Linked DNA regions of Mus musculus: region 1 is linked to region 2. The links are chromatin contacts, called in public HiChIP or PLAC-seq maps. All regions are on one chromosome and are shown on one strand. The core of a region is the stretch at or near the end of the contact, and the rest is flanking DNA. Distances in the headings are between cores, read along the strand shown.

The links. HiChIP or PLAC-seq counts read pairs in DNA pulled down with a chosen protein or histone mark.
Region 1: an H3K27ac HiChIP or PLAC-seq map of embryonic stem cells shows a contact between it and region 2, with 5 times the contacts expected there. The contact joins two enhancer-like sites. A contact is called at or near these places in 3 of 15 datasets of contacts at CTCF or cohesin (embryonic stem cells, large pre-B cells and pro-B cells), 11 of 484 Hi-C or Micro-C datasets (CD4 T cells, the MC3T3-E1 cell line, bone marrow-derived macrophages and 7 more), 13 of 115 datasets of contacts at active chromatin or transcription factors (T-cell acute lymphoblastic leukemia, VIP interneurons, bone marrow-derived macrophages and 6 more) and 1 of 9 other capture datasets (embryonic stem cells).

The regions. Positions count from the first base shown.
Region 1 is chr2:166,558,009-166,562,489 of GRCm38.p6, forward strand. No RefSeq gene overlaps it. Among named protein-coding and RNA genes, the nearest start is that of Gm29679, 4.3 kb to the right of the region's middle. Within about 2 kb of position 1,718, at least 8 of the 459 cell types and tissues checked have an H3K27ac peak or open chromatin away from gene starts, as enhancers often do.
Region 2 is chr2:166,413,933-166,418,827 of GRCm38.p6, forward strand. Gm30796 (a long non-coding RNA gene) reads left to right here. Exons shown (of 4, transcript XR_375242.3): 4 at 1,060-1,271. Among named protein-coding and RNA genes, the nearest start is that of Gm30796, 11 kb to the left of the region's middle. Within about 2 kb of position 1,844, at least 30 of the 459 cell types and tissues checked have an H3K27ac peak or open chromatin away from gene starts, as enhancers often do.

The DNA of each region.
Region 1 (4,481 bases), core at 468-2,967, 140 kb after region 2:
TTTCTGTCTCTGGCATTGCTACTGGAGCAAAGTGGCTGGAAATGGGGAATAATCCCACTGGGGCCTGCGAAGATCTGTGGATCTGAGAATCCGCTGACCCGGACCAGCAGCCAGCTCTCCGGGATGAGTTGAAAGCACTCGTGTGCGTGAAATCTGCAAGCTCTCCTGTGTGTGAAATCGTCGCCCTTAATGACTTAGCTACTCATTCTGGAATTCCTTTTTTCTCTAATTCAAGCATATCTCCTCCGTGACACTTCCATAATTCCCACAGTTTGCTGGGTCAAGGCCTGGCACTTAGAAAATAACAGACCTATCCATCACACCCCTGTGAAGCATCCATAGCAAACTCAGCCACAGAGACAACTTGCCTGGAAGCAGTCTCAGGGGAGGTAGCTGAACAGATGTCACCACCCCTGTGTTGCTCCCAAGAGTGTTAAGGGAATGTCTTCTTGAAGGAAAGAATTCAGTCAAGAGACAGAGACAGCTGGAGCAGAAGTTTATGTATCAAAGCAAACACCACAGACACACCGGAGCGGCTGCCCCACGGTTCAGTGTTACGGAGGCTAAGGATGCTTTCATGAATATTCATGAAGTAGGTAGCATATTCATGGAGTAAGTTATCCCTTGGAAATCCATTTTAGGGCATTTCTTCCCATGATCCTCTGAAGAAGCCCATAGGGACGTGACAAACCCATTACCAGAGTGAGGATATGATGACATCAGATCTTTGAGAGGCATGGGTCCTTCTGCACACACGTGTGGGCCAAGATCCAGAGATTTGTCGTCTCATATAGGAATAACTTAACAGCAGCTTCATGATGTTTAACCACAAAGAGGAGGACCTGTCTAACTCCTTACCAACCCAGTACCAAGGACCCTTCCCCTAGATCTAGGGAGGCCTTAGCCGTTGTGTGATTCAACGCCTCCCAGGGCCCTAAGTATCCCCACCACCCTCATCATCGCCTTACATTCTCGTTATTGGGGTGATGTCCCTGGATTTAAGAATCGTGTCTCTAGACGCTCCTTATTAAAACATGCATATCTTGTCTGAGAAGAAGTAATACATATTCATCAGAATAAATAAATAAATTTCCCATCAGTTCTCAGATGCGGGAGGCTTTGAGAGAGATGGGTGGGGTGTGAGGTAGGAGAGTTAGAGCTGAACCTACTCATAGTGTCGGAGTGAGCTTTTCTAGGGTGTGTGTGTGTGTGTGTGTGTGTGTGTGTGTGTGTGTTGTATGCATCTGTGTGTATGGAGGGTATGTGCACACATGTGTATGAGTGTAGGATATGCATGTGTTTGTGAGTGCCTGTTTCTAGGTAAATGCACAGGTACATGCGGGTGCACGAGTGTCCGAGCATGTGGGGGCCAGAAGTTGATGCCAAGTGTCACCTCTATCCATTTCCACCTTGTTTTTTGAGACAGGCTCTGTCACTAAGCCTGGAACTCACCAGCTCAGTCAGACTGGCTGGCCAATGAGCTGAGGGGATTCACCAGTCTCCACCCACTATACCCTGCTTTTTTTTTTTTTTTTTTTTTGCTTTGTTCTGTTTAACAGCAGTGCTGGGGACCCACACGGGCTCCTTCTGCCTTTGTGGCCAGCATCCCCTGCCCACAGAGCGACCAATCGTTCCATCAATCAATCATCTCCTTCACGGATATTGGCTGTGTCCTGTGGGCTGGACACTGCTTTGATCTGGTCTCGGCGGAGCTGACCTTTGTTCTAGTTTCATGTCTGTTGCTGTGATCAAATGTCCTGACCACAAGCAGCCTAGAGCAGAAAGGGTTTACGTTAGCCAACAATCCCAGGGGATCCTCTTGGGATCCTCTCCGTCACTGCGGGGATGTCAGAATGGCGGGAGCAGGAGGCAGCCAGTCACACACATCCACAGAAGCATCATCACACCTCTGAGGGCCAGGGGATCCTGAGAATTTGGAGGGAGCCACGAAAGACCGTAAATCTTGTCCTGCAGACAGGACTATGCACCCATACCCAAGATGCACCCTCACGTGTGCACACTCCCATGCACACACATTCACCACACACTTGCACATGTGTCCCCAGTGAGGCCATGGGTCACTAGCTGCAGTGATGAGCACCGAGACTTGAGAAGACAAAGCTCGGTGGGGCAGCAGTATAGACAGAGCACACATGCACACACACACTCACACATATTCGCATGTGTCCACGGTAAGGCTGTTTATTCACTAACTGCTGTGATGTGCTCAGAGCCCCGCCCCCTGCCCCCAACCCCTGCAGCACAGAATCTTCCGAAGTTGCAGTACAGGACAGAACAGGATTCTCTCTAATCAAAAGAAGCTGTCACAAGCCAATGAGGCTCGTGGGCAACTGCCCAGCTCTCTTCCTAAAGTTCCCAATGTCTATGGTGGCCAGGCCACAGGAGCAACGGTGGCAGGAGCATGCTGAGCCTGTGACATTGTCAGTGGCTGGGGCAGGGTCTCGGCCTGCTGAAAATCACAGCTCCTCTCTCTGTTGGCCAACTCCTTACCTTTCCTGAAGCCAGCCAAGAACGAGGGTGAAATTTGAATCCAGGACCTTCTACTTCATGCCAGGCTCAAACTCCAGCCGTCACATCTAGCGGGGGGGGGGGGTGTGCATGGGGAGGATAGCATCAGACTTCCCGTGACCGTGATCCTGAGTTCCCACTGAGAGGAGGTGATGCCCACTGGCCCTGGTTCTGTGTGGCCCAGAACATCTCCACTCATGTGCTCTCAGCCTAGCCTCCTCCAAACGCCATCTCTGGCCTAAGTGTAGCACCCAAGTGAAGCAAGCCCACTGGTTCACCTCTGGTGGGGTCACGGTGCTTCTCTGGGGGCTCTGGGTGGAGAGTCTCTGTGTGTAATCAGGGCTATGTATAAACGCCCCTCAGACCTCCCCAAGGCCAGGCCTGCCCCGGTGGCCTTCTTCCACACACCTGATGACTTTAGTCACCTCCAGTGATCCCTGCAGATACAGTACAGACCTCCAGCTGCGACAAAGGACCTTTGGTCACAGAATCTCCTGTCATATGACTACTCCTCCTCCTCCAGCCTGCACCAGGCCCAGGGAGAATGGTACAGAAAACCTGAGGCACACAGAAGTAAGACGCTGGCCCGGAAACCGGAGCCTAGAAAGTCCAGTGCAGAGTTCATGGGCTCCAGGCAGAGGCTAGCCCTCTATTACCCCTCTCTGTCATGCTCAGCACCTGGGGTCATATTTCCTGAGGCTACCTGGTTCTCATTTCCTGAACAGTGCCAAGGTGAAGTGTCACTGAGGCTTGTCAGCCACCCTCAGTCTCCACAGCTTTAAATGCACGGTGTCCTGGGTCATCTTGTACCGTCCATTCTGCTCTGGCGGGAGACCTGGAATACGACCAAGGCCCTGGACCCAGGTGCCAGGGGCCCAGTTCTTAACTGTGAGGCTCCTTAGCTATGGAGGTGTGGGCTGACTTCTGTCACTGTCCTTACCTTCCTCCCCACAGGGACCCTGTAGGGTGATCATGAGCATTTGCTGAGGAGATGTGCCCCATGCATGCCTAGCACACAGTAGGTGTTCAGCTAATGCCCATACCCTGGTGTCTCATAGGCCCCAACAGGACCCTGGATCTACCTCATCTGCTCACTGGGAGTAGATGTCCCCTTGGGCCCTTTGGCTCATCCTCAGCCTTGGGGACAGATGAGCTGGAGCAGAGAAAGAAGGGCCTGGGGAGTGACCTGCCAGCTCTGCACTCAGTCACTATTTAAGGAAGGCCCCGGGGGAAGCAGAGAAAGACAAATTCTTGGTGAGGACAGAGAAGCATGCCCACACAGCTCTGTGACCCTCACCGACAGGGAATCTGAGACAGATCCAGAGGGAGGAACCTCAGGATTCGTGGGAACTGTCTGCAGAGAGCAGCTTATGCAAAGGCCCTGAACCTTCCAAGCCACGATAGGGTGGTGGCGGCAGAGGTGGGAAGGAGTGGCCAGATGATGGTTAGAGCAGGAAGGAAGGGGGCGGGGAGGAGAAAACAGGCTCCTTGGAAGCCTCCACAGAGCAAAGAACCTTCCAGAGTTTCTCCAGCACAGCACCCATGCATTTCATTGGTCAAAAGTGACTTGATGGCTACCAGTCATCGCCAGAGAGGCAGGGCCCTGTGACTGGCTTCTGCCTCTGTCTGAGACCAATGTCGGCTTTTGTGGGTCCCAGAGCAAACTAAAACTGCAGGTATGCAGACAGGCGAGACAGCTCAGCGGGTAAAGGCACTCGCCTCCAAGCCTGACAATCAGAGTCCAATCTTCCAGGACTCACAAGTAAGAGGAAAGAACTGACTCCCACACGTGTGTGTGCACATGCACGCACATGCACGCACGCACGTGCGCGCGCACACACACACACACACACAGAGGAATAAATATAATGAAGTCAGAGCAAGAGGCCATATGGGAAGGAGTGTCCCACACTGTCCTTCAGGGTTCTTCAGAGAAAAGCCTACAGAACGAA
Region 2 (4,895 bases), core at 594-3,093:
GGGTAGGCCTGTTTAAAGCAGCCACTCTGCCCTACAATGGGTCAACTGGATATTATTCACTACTGTGGGCTGAATTCAGAATCCCACCTTCAAATGGACCACAATCTCTATGGTTTTATTGTGTGTGTGTTTACACTTTTTATTGACACATGTTAATCACACACTGTAAGCTTCATTATGATGTCAGTTTTGGGATCTATGTTGATCTGTTCCTTGTCCCCTGCCCCCCATCTCTTGCCGTTGCCCCCCCCCCCCCCCGCGCCTTGCAGATTCCCTTCCAGTATCTCTCCAGTCCCCTTTCACCTTCATATCGTTTTTTTATGGTGTTCTTTTTAAAAAGATTTATTTATTATTATATGTAAGTACACTGTAGCTGTCTTCAGACGCACCAGAGGAGGGTATCAGACCTCATTATGGATGGTTGTGAGCCACCATGTGGTTGCTGGGATTTGAACTCAGAACCTTCAGAAGAGCAGTCAGTGTTCTTAACCACTGAGCCATTTCTCCAGTCCCCATATCTTTTTTTTTTTTTTTTTTTTTTTTTTTTTTTTTATTGAGTCAGTAGATTTAATCATGGTTGCTTACAGGGACATGGTGAGGGGTGTTTTACACAGAAACCATGCAAGTATCTCAGCCACTAAAGACAACGTCTCTCTCTCCCCGACAGTGACCATGAACTTCATACAACCGTATGCGCATTTGTTGCAGTGATAACTTATTAATAAAAAAGAGTTCCAAGGGTGAAAATACCGCACGCCCCTGTCAAAATCTATTAGAGGAGTTTGAGTTTAAAGCAAGAATCGGATGGGGTGAAATTCCAGCACAGTTAGAGCTGAGAACTTTCTTTGATCGAGAGAGAGAGAGAGAGAGAGAGAGAGAGAGAGAGAGAGAAACCCTGTCTCGAAAAACCAAAAAAAAATGCTTGAGCTGATTTATTTATTTATTTGTCAGCTTGATATAAACTTGGGTCATCTGGGAAGAGGGAACCTTAACTGAGAAAATGCCTCCGTAAGATTATTCTGTAGACAAGTCCTTGAACCTTTTTTTTTTCCTCCGTAGATGATTGGTGGAAGAGGGTTCCGCCCACTGTGGGCGGTACTACACTTGGATTGGTGGACAGGGGCGCTGTTTGCAAAGAAGCTGAGCCAGTCAGTAAGCAGCATGCCTCCGTGGCCCCTGCTTGAGTTCCTGCCTCCAGGTTCCAGCTTTGAGTCCCTGTCCTGACTTCCCTTAGGGATGGACGACAATCTGTAAACTGAACACACTCTTTCCAAGTCGCCTGTGGTCATGGTAGGGGAGGAAAAGGTTGCTGGGTGGTCAGCATAGCTCATCTAGAAAGGGAGAGAAGCTTGCTGTGGGGGGATGAGTTGGATCCCCAGAACCAGGGAAAAGCTTGGTTCAGAGGCAGACCGTTGGAAAATTAGCCATCCGTAGGAAGATCCCAAGGCCCACTGGCCTAGCCTAATTTTCAAGCTTCAAGCAGGTGAGAGATTCTGTCTCAAGGTTGGTGAGCCTGAGGAACAGCACCTAAAGTTGACCTTTGACCTTCATGTGCACGCACACCTATACACACACCTGCACACAGAGAAAACGGAGAGGGACTGGAGGGGGCGGGGCTTAGCCAGAGCTGCACATGCCATTAGGATTGTGAGAGGAAGCCTGCCAGGACATAACAGAAATTTGCAAAGCCCCGAGAATCTCATTTTTCAACCGGCAATCACAATATAAAGCAGTGACTCCGTGTTGATTCGCTCCTGCTGTTCTGCAGGCGTTGTGCTCAGTAGCACTTAACCGTGTCTAGATGCATGTCTACACGAGTCTCGGTCCACCGCTGCACACAGCAGAGACTCTCATCATCAACTCCAGCTGTGGATGGAAACGCTCCTTGAATATCCCGTCCAAGTCACTTACAGGCTGCCAGAGCGGGGGACTCTGAAACCGCAGTTCTCTCTGACCCTTTGGCTGTCTGCCCCATATGTGTGTGTGTGTGTGTGTGTGTGTGTGTGTGTGTGTGTGTGTGTGTGTCTGTTTTGTTTGGTGGGCTGATGCTTGACGGGGCCCAGTAAGGGTGAGTGTGTTCGCTTTTCATAAGGCAAATTTCTCTCAAGCCCTGCTGGGCACTGTGGGAAGCCCTTTGCCATCTTATCTGTTGGTAAACCCTCATCTGCTCTGGCTTCCCAGCAGAAACCTGACCCAGCATGCTGCCAGCCTCCATTTTGACTTGGGAGGATTGAGGCTCCCCTTCCTGCTCTCCTCTCCATATCTCTATCACAGAGCCCAGCTCCCTCTGCCAGCCCACCCTGGCCAGCAAATGAGTGCCCATTCTTACTGAGGGACCCTGGAGCTACTGTCCTTCACCCGAACTCCAGGGGACAGATTCCTGGTTTTGTTCATTGCGACCACATGGTGCAGGTCTCAGTCTCCACTCTCCTGCTCTGTCTCCAGCTCGTTACTAAGCAGAACTCTGTCTACCCAGATGGTGCTCTGGTGGGAATTTCCTAAGACAAAATGTCAGTCCCACAAGCAGGACAAAAAGGTGTTTCTGGGCTAGCTGTGACCAGCTAGTATTCTGAAGGCTGAGGCAGGAGGATGAGTTTAAGACCATCTGGACTACATAACAGCCCTTTGACACAAAAACCCAACCAAAGGAGAAGGAGGAGGAGGAGGAGGAGGAGGAGGAAGATAAAAAGAAACAAAAAATAAAAATACAAATAAAAGTGTTTCTTTTGGATGTGAGCATGTGTGTGAGTGTGTGTGTGTGTGTGTGTGTGTGTGTGCACATGTTGTGCAGGTACATATGGATGTGTGGAGGCCAGAGTGTTACACCTTGGGTGTTATCTTCACAAATACCATGCATCTCTTTGAGACAGGGTCTCTCACTAGCCTGGAGCTCACTAAATAAGCCAAGCTGGAGGGCCAGCAAGCTGTGGGGATCCCCCTGTCTCTGCCTTCCCAGCACTGAGATTATAGGCGTACAACACCACATGAGCACCACAGGGGGAAGCATGTGATGGGGCGAAGGCAACTCCCCTTCCAGAGAGCAGAAAGTGAACGGGAGAATAAAGAGCCAGGGCTCCAGCACCCCTTCCTCCAACAGGGTCTCACCAGCTAAAGGCCCCACTACCTCACACCTGCATCATCAGTGTTTGGGGACATCTGAGAACCAACTCAGGTCCTCCTGGCTGTGCAGCGATCACTTTATAGACTGAGCCATCTCCCCAGCTCCTAAAAATGTACCTCGGTGTTATATAAACATGGACGTTCTACAGGTAAAACAGTGCCTCCATTGACATGTTGGACCTGGGCCCCTTCTGCCTCGTCGGTCAGCTCTGCTCAGGACCAGACTTCTCATGAGGGCTCCAGACGTGGGCTGTGCCCAGCCTAGTGACAGGGAGCAAGTGACAGGAAGGGATGCTGTCTCCTGAGACACCTCTCAACCAGAGCACGGTACTCAGACTTACCTTGCATGAACTATAACTTACTGATGGACCCAGTAGCGTGTGTGCTGCTCGGCTGCAGGAAATCTCTGGACAGAGAAGTTACAGATATCTGAGAGGCATCCATGGGACTGGCAGTACTTTCTGCTCACGTGGCCCTGATGTTTCTTCTCCACAGTCCCACACTCTGGACCTACCTCTCACATGGCTTGGGGAACCGGGACACAGTTTCCTGTCCGTGAGCAGCCCTCCTCCCCATCCCAGAAACACCCTCTTTTACCAGTTACTAACATCAATAACCGTATTTTCCAGGGACACCTTGTCCTCCGGCTTGTCACATTTAGAATTTGTGAGAACATGCTCACAGATGGCTCTCTATTGATTTACTATCCAATTTTCATATTCTGGAGCAAAAATAACTGTTTCTGTTCAACCCGTCTGTCGGAACTGAGGTGGGCAGGAAAGGCTCATGCCCAGCAGACACGTGGGTGGGGGCTCCATGGCGCCCACAGGCATTCAGATTTAGACGACACGAGCTACACGTCCTCCGTCACTAGGTCCCCTCTGGTTATTTAACAGGGACAAGAACTACATAGATACTAGCAGGAGCTTACAGTCTCTGAGACAGAAATTCTGGCTTTTAGGAATCTACACACAGTCAGAATGCAGTCTAGACTTCCCTTGCCAGCAGGTACCCTGTACACACACAGAGCCTTCTTAACCTCAGAAGTTTCCGTGGAAGTCTCATGTGGTGCGGTGACCATGTGTGACAACCATGCTTTATCTGTAGAAGAAGTCAAGGAAACATTTCTTTGTTGTTGTAGGTTTGGTTTGGTTTTTTCGAGACAGGGTTTCTCTGTGTAGCCCGGGATGTTCTGGAACTCACTCAATAGACCAGGCTGGCCTTGAACTCAGAAATCCGCCTGCCTCTGCCTCCCAAGTGCTGGGATTAAAGGCGTGTGCCACCACTGCCTGGTGCAGAGGAAGCATTTCTAGCTTCCTTGTGGAAAATCGAGGAGTGGCATCTGTGTTGAGACACCATCCTTACTCTGGATGCTTGTGTGCATCAACAGGACAGCTAAGCCACGCCCAGGGTCCCCTACAGAGGGATGGCCTTAGTCCACCTCACCCAGTATACTGATGTAAATTTTATTTTCAGGTCTCCCAAGAATAGCCACAACTAAGCCGCTCTCCTGGCTAGCTCCCCGCGCACAAAGTCTCTATTATGCTGTTTTGTTTTCCAAACGGGAGAAGGGAACAGATTCTTATTAAGAGTCACAAGCCAAAGCTCATCAGGCTAAACTGAGCACAGCTATACACCTGGTTCTGTCTGTCCTCTTTCTTCTAACTCAGGCCCTCTCTCTCCACCCACTCTGAGCTTGATCTTGTTTCTTTCATGGAACGTGACACGCCCTAAAATTGTCTTGTTATTGTGTTTTCTGGTCCCTTTTTGTGCTT